Linked DNA regions of Gossypium hirsutum: region 2 is linked to region 1. Evidence: chromatin contacts called from public Hi-C data. All regions are on one chromosome and are shown on one strand. The core of a region is the stretch at or near the end of the contact, and the rest is flanking DNA. Distances in the headings are between cores, read along the strand shown.

The links. Hi-C and Micro-C count contacts between places; a contact is called where the count stands out from the background.
Region 2: a contact with region 1 is called in a Hi-C map of leaf, with 1.8 times the contacts expected there. The contact joins the promoter of LOC107945300 here to the promoter of LOC107945303 in region 1. A contact is called at or near these places in 2 of 34 Hi-C or Micro-C datasets (both in leaf).

The regions. Positions count from the first base shown.
Region 1 is chrD12:13,547,428-13,554,498 of Gossypium_hirsutum_v2.1, forward strand. It overlaps LOC107945303 (transcription factor HHO5), which reads left to right and starts at 3,300. Exons shown (of 5, transcript XM_016879261.2): 1 at 3,300-3,817; 2 at 3,907-4,106; 3 at 4,213-4,576; 4 at 4,811-4,887; 5 at 4,987-5,522. The coding sequence starts at 3,619. The coding sequence ends at 5,247.
Region 2 is chrD12:13,779,369-13,786,439 of Gossypium_hirsutum_v2.1, forward strand. It overlaps LOC107945300 (50S ribosomal protein L25), which reads left to right and starts at 4,502. Exons shown (of 3, transcript XM_016879258.2): 1 at 4,502-5,126; 2 at 5,225-5,354; 3 at 6,388-6,896. The coding sequence starts at 4,740. The coding sequence ends at 6,614.

The sequences.
Region 1 (7,071 bases), core at 2,050-4,549:
GGTAATAATTCCATAGGGATTGGGACTCCTAATATCGTTTTTATGTGAGCAAATTCAAAAGTCGTGGCAGCTGTCGTGCCCACGACTTCTCACATGCTGGATTGAAAAATAAATAAAAGGGGATTTTAGTTGATAGATGTTAAAATAATAAAATGAATAGAATGAAATAATAACAGAATGATAATTGCAAAATAAAATTAAATTGGTAAATGAAATATGCAAATTCTTAGCCTTAGACTAGATAATTCCATTCTCGAATCGATCCTTGAAAGTGGATTTTTCCTTCCAAACGATAAGGTGGTTATAGTGACCAAGGACGCCTCAACCGCCAACTCCTCTTTATGTAGTTGATTCCGGTACGACTTGCAAACTAACCCTTACTGACTATCTAACCAGGTAACACTTGTTCGTAATTTAAGATCTTGGCAGCCTTGCGATCTAGAAAAGCCCAACTTGAATTGACGGCCTCAACCGCGTGGGTCGTTTAAATTTGATCACCATCTCCCTTTACAGAGGTCCAACTGGCCATTACCCACCTGGATACGCCAATTTGTTTACGGGAACTCGAACGCGGCAAACAACCGTCTCATTTTCTCAACTGTACACCAAACTACTTTGACCTAACGTGCACTTTTTGAGTTGAAATAAAATTAACTTTGAGGGATGATTGTGACTATCCCATATTTCGAAAAGATAATGAATACCGTGTTGTAAGGTTTTACCGCGGGTTCATATCTCACAATTTTCGACCGGAATGATAACCGACCTAAGGCTAAATGGGGATTAGTTGAGCATGAAATTAATCATACTAGATTGGGGTTTAAGAGTGAAAAGTCAATTGTACCAAAATATAAAAAGAAGAAAGAAATTACAGGAAAGCTTGAACAAGAATATGCTTAGTTGCTTCTTAATTCAAGTGTAAAATCAAGTATGTTTTCAAGTCACAATTACAAGCCTTTATATAGGCTTCTCAAAGAGTTATTTTAGCATGTTTTTATGCTAAAATCATGTTTAACAACCAACACAAAATCAAATATTTTTTTCTAAATATAGGATTTAACCAAGTAAAAGAATAATCTTGCAATTTTCAATTCAGCCCCTTGTCTTGCTTTTTGTTCCAATTTAGCCCAATTTTGCTTATTTTTTAACTTCAACACTCCAATAGCATCGCTGATAAAATTTAAACAAGAAATCACAAGCTTAGTAGCATTCTATTAAAAAATTACCAAAAATAGGTACATTAAACACAGGAAGTTAGCTTGCTATCAATGAGCTTTAACCATTCACCCAAAAAATGATGCTCCTACGTATGAGCTTAAATTGTTCACCAAAATATGGTGCTCTTAGGCATGAGCTTAAACTGATCATCCAAAATATGATGCTCCTAAGCACGAGATTAAGCTAAACATCCAAAAACATTTTGAAATGCATCATGACTTGATCATTCAAAATACGACAATGCATAGGTACTTGGTTTCATTGCCAGGTTTAGTCTAAATGAACTATATATATATTCTTGATGGCATCATTTGAAGATTGCAAATCTTGTCAAGCCAGATTCAAAGATGAATTTCAACATTTGAAGCAAATCATCACTTTTTTCACTCAATAAAAGTCGTGTATATGGCCAAGTCTTGAGGGAGTATTTGTAGAAGGAGAAATTTTGAATCAATCAGAATTCTTCACTACGTGTCGTTATTGTTTATATATAATTGAAATAAATTAAATGAATTAAGAGGTAAATGAAGAAATTAAATCATTTTAGAACTCTTTTATATAAAAAAAATCATATTTTGAAGAATTATTTATCTCTAATTTGTTTAAATTAATATTTTTTTGGTACAATTATGATTTGAACCTAGGTTATTCCTGGAGAAGGTGAGCACCCGATCAATAACACACAACTTGGGGTTCTAATTTAAATTAATATGAGATAAACAATAAATGAAAGATTTTAATTCTTGTAGAACACTAAAAATAAAGAACCTTCTTTTACTTAGACTTATTGACACTATAAAAAGGATCACCTCCAAGCAATTCAACACAACTTTATAAGTTTGAAAGTCCAAAAGTTCAAAAATCGTAGCTTGAAGACCCTTGAAGCTGTACCAATCAAATTGTATCAACATAAAGAAGATAAAATCGATTCTTGAACATCAAGTTTAGAATACCATTAAAGCAGACTTAACCATCCAAGATGAAATTTCAAAGATTCTTGGATTCAAACTATCTCCACACTCATTTTCAAGATTTAGTCTTGACGACTTTTAAAATGAACTTCAGTAATTCAGGATCAAAGTCTAGAAGACCTTTGAATCCAAACTAAATAAAATTCTCAAGCAAACAACTCTCTAAACCCGTTTCAAGATAAAATCCCAACAATCCTTAAAGTGAACAATATCCATTTCAAATGTAGTCTATACGACTTTTAAATCAAAACTTTATTAACGAGAAAAATCAAATGATTTGTCTAGAAATTTTAACTCAAAATTCATAAATAAATTTGTTTCCTATTGGTTTTAAATTTTTAAATATTATTTTCGAGGCATAATTTGCACTAATTAATATATATTTAAATAAAAAAGAATCAGTCGGTAATAAAAAATGATTTTCCATTTATTTAAATTTGATTCCAACTGAAACAGAAACAGTTTTACACAACCATAACATGTGGAAAAATTAAACTAAAAAGAAAAAAGAAAAAAGAGAATAAAAGAAAAGAGAAACAAAGGGTTTTGTCGGTCGTGAAATGAAGGGAATCAGGAAAAGCAAAAAAAGAAAAAGAAAAGGGAAGACACCATTCGTTTGTAACGGACGGGTATGAGCAAAAGAATCTTTACCCCGCATTAAACGTTCCTGATTCTTATTCTATTTTATATAATTAATAACAAACCAAATTAAATTGCATTGTCAAAAGAATCTTTCACATGCCTGCCACACCTTTTTTTTAATACTAAAAAAAGAAGAAAAAATTTTACTAGACAAAAAAAGAAGCCATTTTTCTTACTTGGCAACTGTTGTTTAGTATTAGAAAACCCATCATCTCATTTTGCTTTATAATGACAACTTCGTTGGCGCTAGGTTAGAAAATTTTATGTTTAAATATAAAATCAATGATTTCTCATAACTCTGAATACGACGTAGTCTTCAATGAATGTTTGGGTTAAAAGTTAAATCTCTTAATTTAGAAGGAGAGGGAAAAGACAGAGTTGCGGTGTAAAAATCAAATGGGGAAAGCATCCCAAAGACGTGGGTCAACTGTTTTTATTTTCTGCTCTATTTTTTAAAAGGGTTGAGACATTCAATCCACAGTCCACACCTAACCTAAGAATCTTAGCACACTATAATTTCATTTCCAATAATTAAAAGAAAAGGGCTCCATTTTTTCAACAATTCGCCGCGTGCTCCGTACGGAACCTAAAACAACTCGCCGAGTGAAACAACCGAGTCACCGAGTTTATAGCTTTAATATACGCGACGACCCGTTTGGGGGCGAATCTTGAATCTTTCTTACATTTCTATATAAAAAAAACATGACTTGCTGTTCCTTGTCATGTTTATCCTGGAAATGATAGAAAAGGAGAGGAAAACAGGAAAATAGAAGAATAAAGGAAAATAATGGAGTTGAACTTGGATTTGAGTTTGGTTTATGTACCGAAAACTATATCTGAGTTTCTGAAAGAAGTTTCGAAGATCAAAAATGGGTTTCAAAGGTTATCCAAGATTACGGATTATCTTCAAAGATTGGAAGATGAGATGAAGAAAATCGATGCCTTTAAACGCGAACTTCCTCTTTGCATGCTTCTTCTCAAAGATGGTATTTTTAAAAATATATATATTGTTTTAATTCTGAGTTTCACTTTTTTGTGGGATTTAATTTGATTTTCTTTTTTGATTTGATTATAGGGATTGAGAGATTAAAGGAGGAAGAAATACAGTGTAAGGAAATGAATGATGGATCAGTGACCGAGGAAAATGGAAGGGAAACTATGGATAACGATGGCGGTGATAAGAAAAACTGGATGAGTTCAGTTCAGCTATGGAACTCTAATTTTAACAACGTTGATCCCCACAACAAACCCAACACAGTTCCAGAACTGAAACTGGTAATGTCCAAACTAACTGTTTTCTTCTTCTTTTTTTCCCTTCTTCTTTTGAATCTTATTTTAAGGGGAAAATAGTTTAAATGTTTCCGGATTTGGAATTTGACAGACAAGTGAAGAAGGAGAAGATGGGTCTGAGAGTGAGAACCCAATTGAAATTTGTAATAAGCAAAGAAAGGGAGGGGCTTTTGTTCCATTTAAGGAACAAGCTGATAAGAAAGTTTCAGGGCTTTCCCTTATGACCCCAAGTTCTGAATTGGCTTCATGTATCTTGAAGAACAATGGCGGCTGCCGAATTGGTTCAGGCTCTTCTTTATATGCACAACAAAATCAAATTAAGTTTCAGACAAAGTCACCAATCCGACACGAGGAACAACCTCAGCAGCAGAATTCTAGGAAACAAAGGCGGTGCTGGTCGCCTGAGCTCCATAGACGATTTGTTGAGGCACTTCAACAGCTTGGAGGCTCTCAAGGTTAGGCCTTTTTGATGTGTTCATTTACTTTTTTGTTTTTGTTTTTAAGTAGTAGTGGTATTTAAGTTGAATTGAAAAACCCTTTTTGTTGTCTTTTATGAACAAAGGATTGGAATCTGGTTCTTTTTGAGAAAATACATGAATCAAGATCTTTTTTCTGAAAATATTCTGATTTGAGTTCTTTTGGTATCTTTAGCTTTTAAATATGTCTGATTGGTTTGTTATGTTCGACAGTGGCCACTCCTAAGCAGATTAGAGAACTGATGCAAGTTGATGGTCTCACCAATGATGAAGTGAAAAGCCATTTGCAGGTTAGTCTTTAGCATATGGAATCTGTTCATCTTATCATCTTTAGTTTCTCCTTTCTGGTTTACTGATTTTGTGTGTGTGAATTTGGGTTTTATGTACAGAAATACAGACTTCATATCCGGAAACTTCCAGCTTCTTCTTCCGGGCAAGGGAATGAGCTGTGTTCAGCTCAAAATCAGTGCAATGTGAAGATGAAAGCAAGCATGTCACAGTCTGGTTCCCCACAAGGTCCCCTCCTTGGTAGTGCTTCAGCTAAAGATATGTCGAGTACCGGGGGCGACAGCATGGACACCGAAGATGAAAAATCTGATGGGCATAGTTGGAGAAGTGGGATTAAAAAGCCTGGGGAGGTTGATGTATAGTCGGATAACACTTATTCCCCATGAATTTTGCAGAAACATGGGGAGAAAAACATATTGACTTACTGAGAATAATTTAGTAAAACATCTAGAGGAATTTGAAATCAGTATTCTGTTTGAGGCACTAAGGGATTTCTAAGACATTATGCCGATATCATGGACTGGTTTAGTTTGTCTCCATGATTCAACTTCCTTCTCTGAATATGAAAGTTTGTCTAATTCCTGATGATGGATTTGTAGGAACCAAAAATGACAATTTTTAAGAGTTCTTTCATTTATGTTTAGACTTAACCCTCTTTAATTTACAACTGATGTACTTTATAATATATGTGATATTTGAGGTTTGATTTGCCTGGTTGTCATGTCCTTGTGGGATATCTCCAGTGGGAAGATTAGTGAGAGACTCAGGCATTCTTTATGCTCATAATGCTCTCAATTGCAGATGTCATATGATCTAATGCTCAACCACTGATGCCATGTAAAATGCCGATTTTGAGTCTTGTTCTGATTTGGTTCAATTTTGAAGTGATTTTGAAAAATCTGATAATCTTTTATTTTTTTAGATAAGTTATAAAATAAAATATATATTTAAATGATATTTTATTTTTTTCGATAAGTTATAAAATAAAATATATATTTAAATGATATTCAAATTCATGAGGATAAAAAAGTAAAATCATGAAGGTTAAAATAAATTTAGCGTTTCTGCTTAGGTTACTTTTGCTCGGGATCATGGTTTGAGGTAAACAAAACATAATGAAAACGAATGAGTTAAAGCAGTGACAGAATCTTCATTTTTGATGCACAAATTGTATTGGATTGCTTGTGATTAGGCGTTTTGTCCTAGTAGTTTGAAGTAACTTTTTCTTACTTGCTCACCAAGAAGGCATCGATCAGACGAGATGGGTGAAAAGAATGGCATCCATTGCTCCTACTTTTTTCTTCTCAAAAAAATACGGCAAAAGTGGGAATTCAGGCCTTTAAAACATCAATAATTTCAGACCAATCAATTGGACATCAGCTTTGCATCTGCATATGTTCTTTGCATGTTATTTGTTTATCATATCAGTCCATGTATAACTTAATCTTCAACAAGAATCAGCTTTTAGAGTCCATTAAAAAAAAAAGAGTGGGGTAACTAAGGTTAAATGGCTCTCATTGTTTAGATTATCCATTTTACACAATCAGTCAAATACTAAAATGAAATAGAGAGATAGAAAAGGACAAAGCAATCGCATTCAGCATAAAGTTAATGAATGAGGGCAAAAGGATATGGTGAGCCCACGTGAAGATTTTGGTTTGAAATTTGAATTAATAATAAATAGCCCATAAACGCCACATTTTCTTGGAAATTTCGAATCTTTCTTCTATTCTCTTCCTTTTCACTTTCAATCTTTTATTTTACTAAAAACTCAATAATATATCAAACTTGTTCATCCGTTTCTTCATACCATTTTGTTGTTATTATTATTAGTGACGGTGATGGGTAAATTACACAGTGATAGTAAGTTTTTATTTTAGGTATAAAAAAATTGCATTTTAAGCCTTACTATTCATTTTTCATTTAGGTCACCTTCCATTAATTCAACCTTCATTTTAATTACCTAACTTTAATAAATTTTCATTTTTGTAATTCATTTTATCTTTTTAATTTTTTTAAGAAATAATTTTAATTTTTTCAATTAAAAGGAAAAAGATTGGGGGTTTACAGGAATTACCTCATTTTTATGGAAAATAAAACTTGAGTTTTAAAATAAAAATAACTATCTTTTTAATTTCCTTTATTTTTCTTTTTATTTTTAAATTAATTTTAGTTTGAAAGAACAT
Region 2 (7,071 bases), core at 3,252-5,751, 230 kb after region 1:
AAGGTGAGCCGATCACACCTAAATCACGGATCGATGGCGACTCTAGTTTTTGTTTTTAAAGTCGATAACTTATTTTTGTTTTCAAAAAAATGGTTTCGACACTAATCAAACTCAATAATATTAAAAAAAATGTGAGATCACTCTCTAACAAAGTTGGCCTAAGACTCTAAGAAGCCAAAGAAAAACTCAACTCCAAAGAAAGTAAGTTGAATGGACAACTGAGAAACCACTCTTTTCATACCTATTGACACAAGAAGCTAAAATGTGTTAGAATACATAATAGAAAAAGAAAAACTAAAAACAAAAGAGAACCTAAGGCTAGAATCAAATAAGATAAACTACCTAGCAGAAAACTCGAAACAATGGAAAACAACTTGAATTTTTCGTTTAAAGTGTTCTTGATGTGCTAAAATCACGAAAATTAAATTGAATCCTCTTTATATGATAAATATCATATTTGAAAATTTTGGGCACAAAATTTAGTCCACATTTTTTTAATTTTTATTTTTTTTAGAGGTTGTTTAAGCAAAATTTGCAAAACACTTTATATACCACAAGAAAACAACTCAAAAACGCTCATATCTAATACCAAATTATAAGAAACAATGGACCAAGATCGTATTCAAGTTCTCCAACTCAAGAAAGAAGGATTCAGATCAGACCTAGAAAGAAAAAATAAAGAAATTTAGAAATAAAGAAAACGAAACACTAAAAGAAGAAATTTGAGAACAAAGAATAAATATAAATAATAAATAATTAAATGAATTTTTTTTACAAAAAAAAAGAAAGAAAGTAGAAGATGGAACGAGTAAATCTATGGATGTGATGGATAGATTGATAAGTGGTCCAATTGAACCATTTGAGACATAAACCCCAACAAACTCAATTATGGCTCTAATCAACCCTCCAAGAAATAATTCCTTGGCAAATTGAATGATAAAGAATGAATTATCACGACTCTTTGAAGAAAATTGAGAAGAAAACTACTTATAAAAATCACAATAAAAAAATCTTGCACAAAAAAACTGACTCCTAGAGTTGAAAACTTTATTAATGAAATCAATTGTCTTTCTAATGAATAATGAAGAAGTCTTTATATAGGCTAGCTAATTACATCCAAATAAAAATATAAAGTATAATGAAACTCTAATTAATCTAAACAAAAAATAGTTTTAAACTAAACTTTCTTATTTGGCTAAGAAGTATAAAACTCCTAAACAACTTAAAATACTTAAACCATATCCAAAATTCGGAATAAATAAATAATAAAATAATAAAATCTAATAAATACAATATTGGGATCATATATAATAAAAATTATGTCTAAAAATTGAACCCAATATGATTTAAACTCGAATTAAAAGCCCAAGACTCATAATTTCCGTAATAATCTTGTCTAGAAATTCTACTCGAATAGTCTTCACTAAAACGATAATAACTTGAGATCCTGAACTCAAAATTGAGTGATTGAAAGTGACTTGCAAAGATCAGAAATAGATATTTGAATGCTATGAGGACATCTCAACCTCGAAATGCTCAGATCCCATCTAAAAAGTCGTTGCAAGTTAGGTAATTTTCTAAACTTGAAAATTGGCAGCTTTAGTGAATAAAATTTAATAAATTTCACCCTATCAGAGCATGTATATGAGTAAATGATAAAGGAGCAAGCAGAAGAAGATTGTATTCAAGTTGTTTGACTCAAGAAAGAATTATTCATATTTGACCTGTAAAGAAAATTAAAGAAATTCAGAAATAAAGAAAAAGAAAACACTAAAAGAAGAAACAAGAGAAAAAAGAATAAATAGAAAAACGAAAAAAAAAACAAAGTGGAAGATAGAACGAGTAAACCGATGAATCTAATGGATAGATAAATAAGTGTCCAATTGAACCTTTTAGGATATAAACCCAAACAAACTCAATTAAGGACTCTAATCAACCCTCCATAAAATAATTATATAGCAAATTAAAGGACGAAGAATGAATTCTCATGACTTCTTGAAAAAAATTGAGAAGAAAATTATTTCTAAAAATCATAAGAAAGAAATCATGCACAAAGAAAATAACTCTCAAAGTTGAAAACTTTATTATTGAAAACAATTGTTTCGCCTTTATATAGGCTAGTTAATTACATAAAAAAAACTCCAAATTATAATGAAAATTATCTAATTAATCTAAATAAGTAGTTTTAAACTAAACTTTCTTATTTGACTAAGAAATATAAAACTCCTAAACAACTTAAAATACTTAAAAAATATCCAAAATTCAAAATAAATAAATAATAAAATAATAAAACTTAGTAAATACAATATTAGGTTCATATATAATAAAAATTAAGCCTAAAAATCAAACCCGATATTATTTAAACTAGAATTAAAAGTCTAAAACTCGTAATTTCCATAATAATCTCGTTTAAAATTTTTGCTCGTGTATTCTTCACTAAGGGTCTGTTTGATTGAAGGAATTGATTTTCCGGAAAATCATTTCCAACTTTTCCAGCGTTTGATTGGCGGAAAACATTTTCCATTTGGAAAATGAACTCCAAAACAAGGGAAAATGTGTTACATTTTAGGGAAAATGTCTTACCCTTTCAATTTCCGTAAGACATTTTCCGTGCTCTCCTCTCTATCGCCTCCTTCATTCCTTCCTTCATTTCCGGTAGAAAATTGCTTCTATTTATCGATTTTCCAGTAACTTGTTTTTTTAATTATTCAATAGTTGTTTTTTTAACACAATTACAAATAATTTATTTGATATTAATTTTTTTTTCAATTTATAACGATTAATATTGTGGCTTAATAATTGAATATTATTATAAATAAATCATTGCAATATATGTAAAAATAATTTAAAATATAAAAATTTATTAATATATATCAATATATGTAAAAACAATTTTTTCGAAAAATATTTCCAGGAAATCTGCCAAACAGCTGAAAATATTTTACACAGATTCAATCAAACACCAGAAATTATTTTCCAGTAAATCATTTTACAGAAAAGTAAAACATTTTCCCGAAATCATTTTACGAAAAATATTTTACTAGCAATCAAACAGACCCTAAAATGGTCATAACTTGAGCTCCCGTACTTGAAATCGAGTGATTTAAAGTGCATTGCAAAGCTAAGAGATAGATCTTCAAATGCTATGGAAACATCTCAATCCAAAAATGTCTGGATCTCAAACTTAAAAATTAGCAGTTTCGGTGAATGAAAATTAATAAATTTTACCCTTTCCATGCATGTATCAATAACATTATGTGAAAAAATAAATAAAACAAAAAAAATTAATTTAAAAACAAATAGTTAAACATATGGTTAATAAAAAAGAAGTAAATACTAAACTTATCTTTCCATTTAAGTAAATTTAACCATATGTTTAGTATTTGCTTCTTTTCCATTAACCATATGTTTTGTTATTTTTTTAAATTACTTTTTTGTTTTATTTAGTTATTCTCCATTTTTGTAAATTTAACCATATGTTTAGTTTTTTCTAAATTAAATTAGTTTTTTATTTTATTTAGTTTTTTACATAATGTTAGACGAGATAGTTAGGAGAAAAAAAATTCTACGTGTCAAATTTTTATTGGTTGGTTTAATAATTTAATAATTGTGTTAACACTAAGTACCATAATAAGACCCATATTGAGGGATTAGGTACCACATTGGACATTTTATGAAAGTACAAGTATCAAATGTGGCATTATTCCATAAAATTATTATTTAAGGTATATATAAATTTAATATGAAATATAATTAATTATTTTACATATACTAGAAATTTTATCTCACACGTATGTATGTGGAAACCAGGTATTTAGAACACATTGGTACAATTATAAATAACATACAATAAATAATGAAATGCAATATTTGAAAATAAAAATAATAACACATATGCAATATGTACCAAATGTTACTTTAGTTGAAATTGCAAAGTTGAAAGAGGGTATGTTTGGTGTTTTGGGTTCAAATCCAATTTTAAGTACGAATATTTTCTAGATTAAAAAAAAGAGAGAGAAATACCATTAAATTAATATTTATTGCTTTTTTAAAATAAGGTTATCTTGGTAATTTAATAACTGAGTTGAGTTATAAGTGATACCAACTCAATCAAAATCTTTTATATATGGTAAGTATAAATATACAACTGATGGGGGTGATAAATTGTTCATATTAAAATAAAATTGTATAAATATTATTAAAATGAAGTTTTTATTGAAGGATAAATTTTAGATTTTATTAATTCAATTGGTATGGATTCAAAATCTATCATACACATTTTTATTTTTATTGGGTTTCGTTAAAATAAAAATATTAAAGTACCCTAAAATAATATAATTTAATATAATTATGAAAAAATATTTCCGTAATTTTTCTAATCGGATTGGTGTTGATTTAACTCATGACACTTTCTCAATTAAAGAGTTAAATAATAATATATATAATTAAATATAATATCCTCCTTTATCATTTTATACTTTCACCTCACTATTATTTTTGCGATTGAATCAAATGTATATTTTACCACTAATTTTAATATCACCCCTGCTGTGTGAATCTCATTGCTGAGGCCTTGTTCTTCCAAAACCAGCATTTGGGCTTTATAGATCTTTTCATCGTCAGATTTAAGGTATATTAGACTAAAAACTTACCCCGAATTTGGCCCAGATTATTAAAACCCTAATACCTAACCATGCTCAAAACCCTCATTTCACTCACAGCACTCAACAGCACAAAATATGGTGAAGTCCGTTACAGTTTCCGACCAAATGCTCAGGTTGTGGCGCGGCCTGAAAACGGTGGTCCAAACATCACCGGCGAATACACACCATTACCACACCATCCAAGCTATCCCACGAGAATGCACTGGCAGCCGTATCTCGAGCCGTGATAGAGCCCAAGGTAGAATCCCTGCTGTGGTTTTCTCTCAAGGCTTGCTTGAGAAAAACCCAAGCAACCGTTCCCCGTCCAGGAAACAAATTCTTACTACCGAAAGAAAGCAGATTCGATCCATTATCAAGTCCGTTCAACTCCCTTTCTTTTGTTCCACTAGGTTCCAGCTTCAGATCCGGGCCGGATCTGGCTCTTCTGTCTTACTTGAATCCGGGACGGTTTTACCCATCAAGGCAAGTTTTTTACTTTTCCCCGCTCTTTCTTTTTTTGTTTATTAGTAGCTTTTATTGTTACCCAAGTTCAAATTTTCTATTTTGGGTTGCTTTTATAGATTCATAGGGACGAAGAGAGTGGTAAAATATTGAATTTGGTGTTTGTTTGGGCGGATGAAGGGACTGAGTTGAAGGTTGATGTGCCTGTAGTTTTCAAAGGATTAGAGGATTGCCCTGGTCTTAAGAAAGGTATGCAATTTAGTGCAATTGTCCCCATTTGATCTTCTTATTGATGTTAATTTTGTGCAAGATTTAGATTTTACTATATGATAGGCAACTTGCTTGTTCATTGCTTCTTTTAGATGAAAAATGTTATATATGCTAACTATCTGAAATTGTTGGGTAAAGGAAGTAATTAGAGACTTATGTCTTGTGATTATACTTGGTTTAGCAATTCACTAATGTTGATAATACTAGGTATCATAATAAAACACATATTGATAGTTCAGGTACCATATTGGACATTTTCAAAGTATAGGTATCACATTGGATATTTTATGAAAGCACAGGTACCATAAGAAAACACATACTGATGGTTCAGATACCACATTGGACATTTTCAAAGTACATGTACTACATTGAATATTTTATTAAAGTACAAGTACTAAATGCAACATTATCTCATATATTAATATGATATTGGACCTTCCGGGGTTTATAAATCACATTTTATAATGATCTGTTATGGATAATAAGATTAGATGCTACAATTCATTATTTAGTTTTATGTCATGGGATTTTGTTAAAATTATACATTAATGTTTTCTCCATTAGTTTTTTACAACTTCTTAAATGAGTTCCGGTATCTTTAACGTTACCAATACTCGGAGCTCTAGCCCTTGTTGCCCACTTACTCTCTTGCCGTGTTATACCAATCTTAATTGTCTTTCCTCACTTCTCATATTATCAATTACACTAAATGATGTTAACTTACCAAATGTTCTGTTGAAAGCGATAATGCACAAGAACCTGAACAGACATATGGCCTTGCCTTGCCTATTATTCATTGCATTTTCTTGTAGGGAACTAGCATGTAAATCAGACTAACACAAATGCCAGCTTTCGTGTTGCTAATGGAGAAACCGTGTGATGATACATCTTATTATTAGTATTCCCCTTTTCGTTTAATTATTTTGATTTACCCCTGCTTAATCTCATTGTAGTCTTTGACAATCAGATTATGCTTTGTTATTTGACAAATGATACGTTGATGCTGTACCAGGTGGCTACTTTAAAATGATAAGAAGCAGTCTAAAGTTTCAATGCCCGGCTGAACACATTCCTCAAAAAATCGAGGTGGATGTGAGCAAATTAGACATAGATGATAGAGTGTTAATGCATGATATCGAGGTTCATCCGTCCATGAAGCTTCTAAGCAAAAATGAAAGCATGCCTTTATGTAAGATTGCGCCGACTTATATTGAAAATCCTGAGCCCATAAAGGTATAGCTAAAGAAGCGTGAGTTGAAACGAATGCCAAGAATAATTTCGATATTTCTTGATGTCAAGAGACATGGCATTTAACATTTGAGAATGAATTTCGAATTGAGCTTTGTGTCTTTAGCTGTTTCGAACCATGTTTCAAAGTAAACATTAAGAGGAGTTGGTTCCTGCGGAATGGTCAGTCTGTTTATTGTAGATTCTGCTGAATTCAAGTAGTTTTTTTTTTTGTTGTTTTTTTGGCAACTGGTTTCGATGAAGTACAAATTCAGATACTGAAATTTTTGTTCATTACATACTTCTTTATGATTTTTAGAGTGTTGTATTTATAGAAGGTTAGTTTAACATTGCTTTTTAGAATAGTTTAAAAAAAAGTGCTTTTGAGAAATATTTTTGAAAAGTTTGATTTAAGATTTAAGTATTTAGGCCTTGTTTAGTATTGCTTAAAAAAATAATTTTGGCTTGA